Linked DNA regions of Rattus norvegicus: region 2 is linked to region 1. The links are chromatin contacts, called in public Hi-C maps. All regions are on one chromosome and are shown on one strand. The core of a region is the stretch at or near the end of the contact, and the rest is flanking DNA. Distances in the headings are between cores, read along the strand shown. Region 1 holds the start of Zbtb8os (zinc finger and BTB domain containing 8 opposite strand). Region 2 holds the start of Iqcc (IQ motif containing C).

What was found. A called contact is a pair of places that touch in the nucleus more often than the background predicts.
Region 2: a Hi-C map of hepatocytes shows a contact between it and region 1, with 1.7 times the contacts expected there. The contact joins the promoter of Iqcc here to the promoter of Zbtb8os in region 1. A contact is called at or near these places in 4 of 12 Hi-C or Micro-C datasets (the A7r5 cell line, Schwann cells, frontal cortex and 1 more) and 1 of 1 datasets of contacts at active chromatin or transcription factors (oligodendrocytes).

Annotation. Positions count from the first base shown.
Region 1 is chr5:146,958,836-146,961,535 of GRCr8, reverse strand. Zbtb8os (zinc finger and BTB domain containing 8 opposite strand) reads right to left here and starts at 1,330. Exons shown (of 7, transcript NM_001399489.1): 1 at 1,160-1,330. The coding sequence starts at 1,256. Rbbp4 (RB binding protein 4, chromatin remodeling factor) reads left to right here and starts at 2,035. Exons shown (of 12, transcript NM_001107912.2): 1 at 2,035-2,057; 2 at 2,619-2,700. The coding sequence starts at 2,042.
Region 2 is chr5:147,245,122-147,247,821 of GRCr8, reverse strand. Iqcc (IQ motif containing C) reads left to right here and starts at 1,369. Exons shown (of 5, transcript NM_001400931.1): 1 at 1,369-1,450; 2 at 1,875-2,018. The coding sequence starts at 1,409. It overlaps Ccdc28b (coiled coil domain containing 28B), which reads left to right. Exons shown (of 6, transcript NM_001134689.1): 5 at 36-58; 6 at 1,019-1,195. The coding sequence ends at 1,073.

The DNA of each region.
Region 1 (2,700 bases), core at 81-2,580:
CACAAAAAAAAAAAGAAAAGTACTTTAACACTTTACTGAAGGATATGTAAATTATACTCAATTCTTTAAAATTTTTTAAAAAGATGATACATTGCTATGTAGGATGGTTCTTCAAGTTTTTCATCTCAGGAACCCTACACTTGAAGACTACTCTAGGGGGCTGGAGAGATGGCGCAGTGGTTAAGAGCACTGACTGCTCTTTCAGACGTCCTGGGTTCAATCCCCAGCAACCACATGGCGTCTCACAACCATCCGTAATGAGATCTGATGCTCTCTTCTGGTGTGTGACAGTGTCATATACATTAAATAATAAATAAATAAACCTTAAAAAAAAAAAAGACTACTGTAGGCCTGAAGTTATAGCTCAGCAGTTGACTACTGGTCTACAGTGTCCATTAAAGTCATAAGAGATTTCTTTGTTTCTCAAACAGGGTTACTCTGTACCCCTGTTGTCCTGAAACTATGTGGTCCAGGCTGGCCTCAAACTCAATACATCCTCCTGCCTCTGACTCCAGAATGCTGTGATTAGAAGTATGAAGCTGACGCAAGAACTTTATAAAAGGAAAACCCAACAATTTCAAAATATTCATTTAAAAATAACAACCCCAATTTAACATAAATTACCATTTTTATGAAAAACTAAATTGTCAAAAATTTAGTGTTTTTATATTTCAAGAAATTTTAACGTGAGGCAAAAGTTTCAGTACATAATAAAATACAACCTTGGGCTGTGAACACACCCATACACACGTACTCACGCAGAGAAAAAGGTCTCTCTCGATTACTCTAACATGCTCATACTATTCCACTACTGGGAAAACTCGAGGATAACCCAGAAAACACTTAAAAATACAACTAGCCCACAAGTATAATTTATAATGGTAAACGCTACTACACCACTGAACTATACCCGCAAAGTTAAGTGTGATTCAGGCACACGAGGACTTTTAGGAGAATGTTTGGGGCAGGTAGGGCCTCAGGTTTCTTCATTCTCTAGTATGGCGATCTTTTTCTTCACTTTCCCCCTAAATTAGGTACAATGAGGGGCACACTGTGATTATGCCAGAGCACCTGTGGGGCAAAGAAATGGGTGAGGCAGGAAGCTGCAGGTAGGCAGCCGAGGTTGTCCGAATGTCACAGATGTGAGCCACCTACTCACATTCATACTTTCGATTGACTGGAGGATACTTGTTCTTGATCGCCTTCTGCTCCTCCGTCAAATTGTAATCTCTAACATCTTCCTCTTCTTGAGCCATGATTGCAGATTTGGAACTCTACTTCCGCCCTTCATCAGCCAGACTTCGGCCCTGCGCCATAACTTCCGCTCTACACCCCACCCCTTGGCAGCTGGTCTAAAAGGACCAGGACTCCATTCTGGGAGCTCGCGGAAGGATATTGCCGCTTGCGACTTCCAGTCTAGGTCCTCCCGATTTTATAGCATGTTTTAGAGAGCGGCACCCTATTTCCACACTCACTGCGACTAGTATTCTCAAAGCTGAGGGAGTAAGCTAAATTAGGCACCTGTAAATCTAGACAGTGATGCGTTTTCTCCTCGTCTGGCCTTCGGGGTTGCTAACTAGACCCGGAAACACTTCAATTTTTTTTTTCTACCCTGAAGGTGTTGTTAGCATAACGGCCCTCTTAGGAGCTGGCTGCGCATGAGCTTGTGTGGGGCGAAGGGAGAGGGGAAGGGATCACGTGATCTGCACGGGAATAGTCCGGGCAGGCGGGGCGCGCGCGCAATCCGTGGAAGCCTCTGGACCGTAGTGGGGGGGGGAAGGGGCGGAGCGCGCGCCTCGACCCGCGGAAAGCGACTCTTGAGCGTCTCCATAGGCCGCGACACAGATGCTCCGCCCACCCCTCCGACCCGCGCTTCCTCATTGGCCAGTGTTGGCGCGAAGGCACGCGAGCCGGCCCCCCACGCACGGGCCGCAGGAAACAATAGAGGCCGCGCGCGCGGAGCGAGCGCTCGTAGCCTCCCCGCCCCTCCTGCAACGCACGACCCCGGGATCCCCCAACCCCTCCCGGCTCTCCTGCCGCCATGGCTGACAAGGAAGGTGAGTGTGCCGAGGCCGGCTCGGGAGGGTGCTGGGTTTCGGGGCTGTGTCGTGGCCTGTTACGCGGCCTAAGACGGAGAGAAGGCCCGACTCTGGCGAGCCTAGTCCCAGTAACTCCGGCCTGAGGAATGAGCTCCCAGCCGGGCGGGCTAACGGCGCGCCGGCTCCTCCGGAGCGGATGCCCGGCGACGCCAGGTCTCGGGCCTAGGCGAGTACGACGTTCCCTGCCAACCCCTCTGCCTGTCGGGACTCGGGGCGTCGCTCCCCAGCCCCGGGCTCGATGCGCAGGCCTCCTCCTGGGTTTCGTGGACTTGGCGCGCGCCACCGTGCTTCGAGGTTGGACAGCATCGCCCCAAAGGAGTAACGGAGTGTCCGGCTGGGTGGCCCTAGGACTTCCGGCCCGTGGCGGCCGAGAACGGCATTAGTGCCTGCGACCTAGGAGATTAAGACGAATCTCCATTTCGTTGTCAGAACCCGGGCGCCGCGCCGGTGGCTTTGGAGAGGTTTGTTCGCTTTCCGTTTGTGTTTGCTAACTTAACTTGTTTTTTAAAAACGTTTTAGCGGCCTTTGACGACGCGGTGGAAGAACGTGTGATCAACGAGGAGTACAAGATATGGAAGAAGAACACCCCATTTCTTTATGA
Region 2 (2,700 bases), core at 120-2,619, 290 kb before region 1:
CCCTGACATAAACCTCCTTTTCCCTCTGTTGACAGCTGGAAGATCTTAGCAATTCCATGTATCCTTTTCAAGAGGCTTAATGAGGTTGGTGTGCCTCTCAGGTGAGGGAGACATGAGGGGCGGGTAATCAGTTTCTTCTTTCCTGCCTCTAGGTATAGTCACACATGACAAATATTCCCATCTCCTGCTGTCCTGCCGACTCAGAATTAGCCACAAACTGCTCCCACTTAAGAGGAATGTGGAATTTCCCAAATTCTAAGGGAAAAATATATCAGGTGTGGTTAATCCCATCCCAGCACTCAGAAGGCAGAGGCAGGCAAATAGAGCTTTTTGAATTCGAGGTCATCCAGATCTACATAGTGACTTCTAGGACAACCAAGATTAAAGAAACAAACAAACCGGGGCAGGAGAGGAGAGGAAAATACATGTAGGGAGTATGGTTTAAACACTGATATCGTTTTTGTCTCAAGGTGTAAGCCCTGACACGATGAAAATCTTTGAAACCGACACCAATACCTAGGATACATAGCAAAGCTTGTCTGGTGTTCTCCTGCCCTTTCAGCCTTTTCTGGGGTGGGGAGGGAGAATTTGGGAGTTCGAGACAGGGTTTCTCTGTGTAGCCCTAGCTGTCCTGAGAAGAGCAGGTTGGCCTAAGAATTCACAGAGATGGGGCTGGGGATTTGGCTCAGTGGTAGAGCGCTTGCCTAGGAAGCGCAAGGGTTCGGTCCCCAGCCCCGGGGGGGCGGGGGGGGGGAGAAAGAAAGAAAAAGAAAAAAAAAGAAAAAAAAAAAGAATTCACAGAGATCCAGAAATCCACCCTGCCTCTGCCTCCCAAGTGCTGGGATTTAAGGCATATGCCACCTCAGCTCTTAATCCTTAAATTGTGCCCTGGTGTGGTGGCTCTGAACACACAAACACACACACGCGCGCGCGCGCGCACACACACACAGAGTCTGTACAGGGTGGAAAGGCATGTGGATACACAGATCCAAAGCGTCACAGTCCTTGACTAGCACAGACAGAAGCTGCACTTGGCAGAGAATGCTGAGCCTGAGGAGCAGCCAGCCGCATAGGTGCTGCCTGGACTCTTCTGCTTCTCTCTTCTCTTCAAACTGTGACTTTTTACGGATTCGGGAGCTCCCTAGGTGCTATGAGGTCGGGGGCACTGGTTGGAATTAAACAAACGGAAAAGCTACTCCTCGGTGTTCTCCTTGCTCTCAATGTGCCAGACGCTGGGATGGGGAGGGGCGGCTCGAACGGGACCCGGATATGTGCGCGAATCAGCCTGTGACGCTAGAGACGGCGTGTGGGGCCCTGTTGCGCATGCCTAGGATCGGCGCTGCCTGAAGACTCACCGCGCAAGCGCACGCGTGCGGGTGACGCACAGCGCTGGGCGGTTAGCGGCAAGATGGATCCCGATCTCTTCCTTCGAAAGGTGTCTACGTTGCAGGTCGGGATGGAGTTGCGAGTGGTCCTGGGGTCAGGGGCTGGACCTCCCGGCGAGATGCAGCTGTCACACACCGTCCCTTACCCGCACGCCCTCTGCACTGCACTGTAGAATGCGAAGCTGTGGCGGGGCTAGGGAAGATAAAAGGACCTTAAATCGAGAATGAGGGTCCAGCTCAGCATCTTCTCTTCACTTCCCAGAGCTCCAAAACATAGTCGCCTAACCCTTCCCCATCTCCGTGTTCTCTCTGGCAGCCCCAGGATGCAAAGATCTCTCCCTTTGGGCTCAAGAGTCCGAGTGTTTGCCCAGTACGTGCAAGGCCCTGGGCTTGATTCCCCACCTGTCAACAACCACAAAACAAGAGTACTAGCCAAGATCACCCATTAAAAATGTTAAGAGGTATCTTTGCACTCGTTCTCTACATTAGGCCGGCTTCCGGGGCTTCTTGGTCCGACGTCAATTCCAGAGCCTTCGAGCTGAGTATGAGGCAATTGTAGAGGAGATTGAGGGTGACGTCCGCACACTTCGGTGGACTGGGGGCTGGATTCCCAAGCCCATATTTCTCCCAGAGGTACTACACTCCGCAGCGGGAAAGGAAAGGAGAACCTGCTGTAGGGTTCTGGGGAATGGTGGGACTCCCCACTTTGAAGGTTTGTTTTTGTTTTTTTTTATGTGAGGGTGTCCTGCCTGTTGTTTGCACACTGTATGCCTGGCACTTCCAGAGGTCAGAAGAGGACATTAGACCCTCTGGAACTGGAATTATAACTGTGAACCACCATATGGGTGCTAGGGACTGAAACTGGGTCCCCTGAAAGAACAAGTTTTAACTGCTGAGCCATCTCTCCAACAAGCTCCAAAAGTCTGCAGACACAGAGCCTTACTAGGTAGCCGTGACTGGCCTTGAACTCAATGAGTTTTCCTGCCTCAGCCTTCCCAGGTGCTTGTATTAAAGATGTGTGTGCTGCTACCCAGACAGAAACTCATTTTTTTCTGCCAAGAGCCTCAGTAGTCACTGTTAGCATTCTGTCCAAGCTTCCCCCCACAGCTACCTGGCCAACAGACAGGTATGTGCTCCCCCCACCACACACAGCCACACTCACTGTAAAAGGGGCTGCTTGCCCCCTCCTCACTCTCGTGTGTGTGTGTGTGTGTGTGTGTGTGTGTGTGTGTGTGTGTGTGTGTGTGTGTATGTTTTGTGAAAAGCATGTGCTTAGAAATCTGACAACCCAGCTCCGAAAAAAAGGATAAAAAAA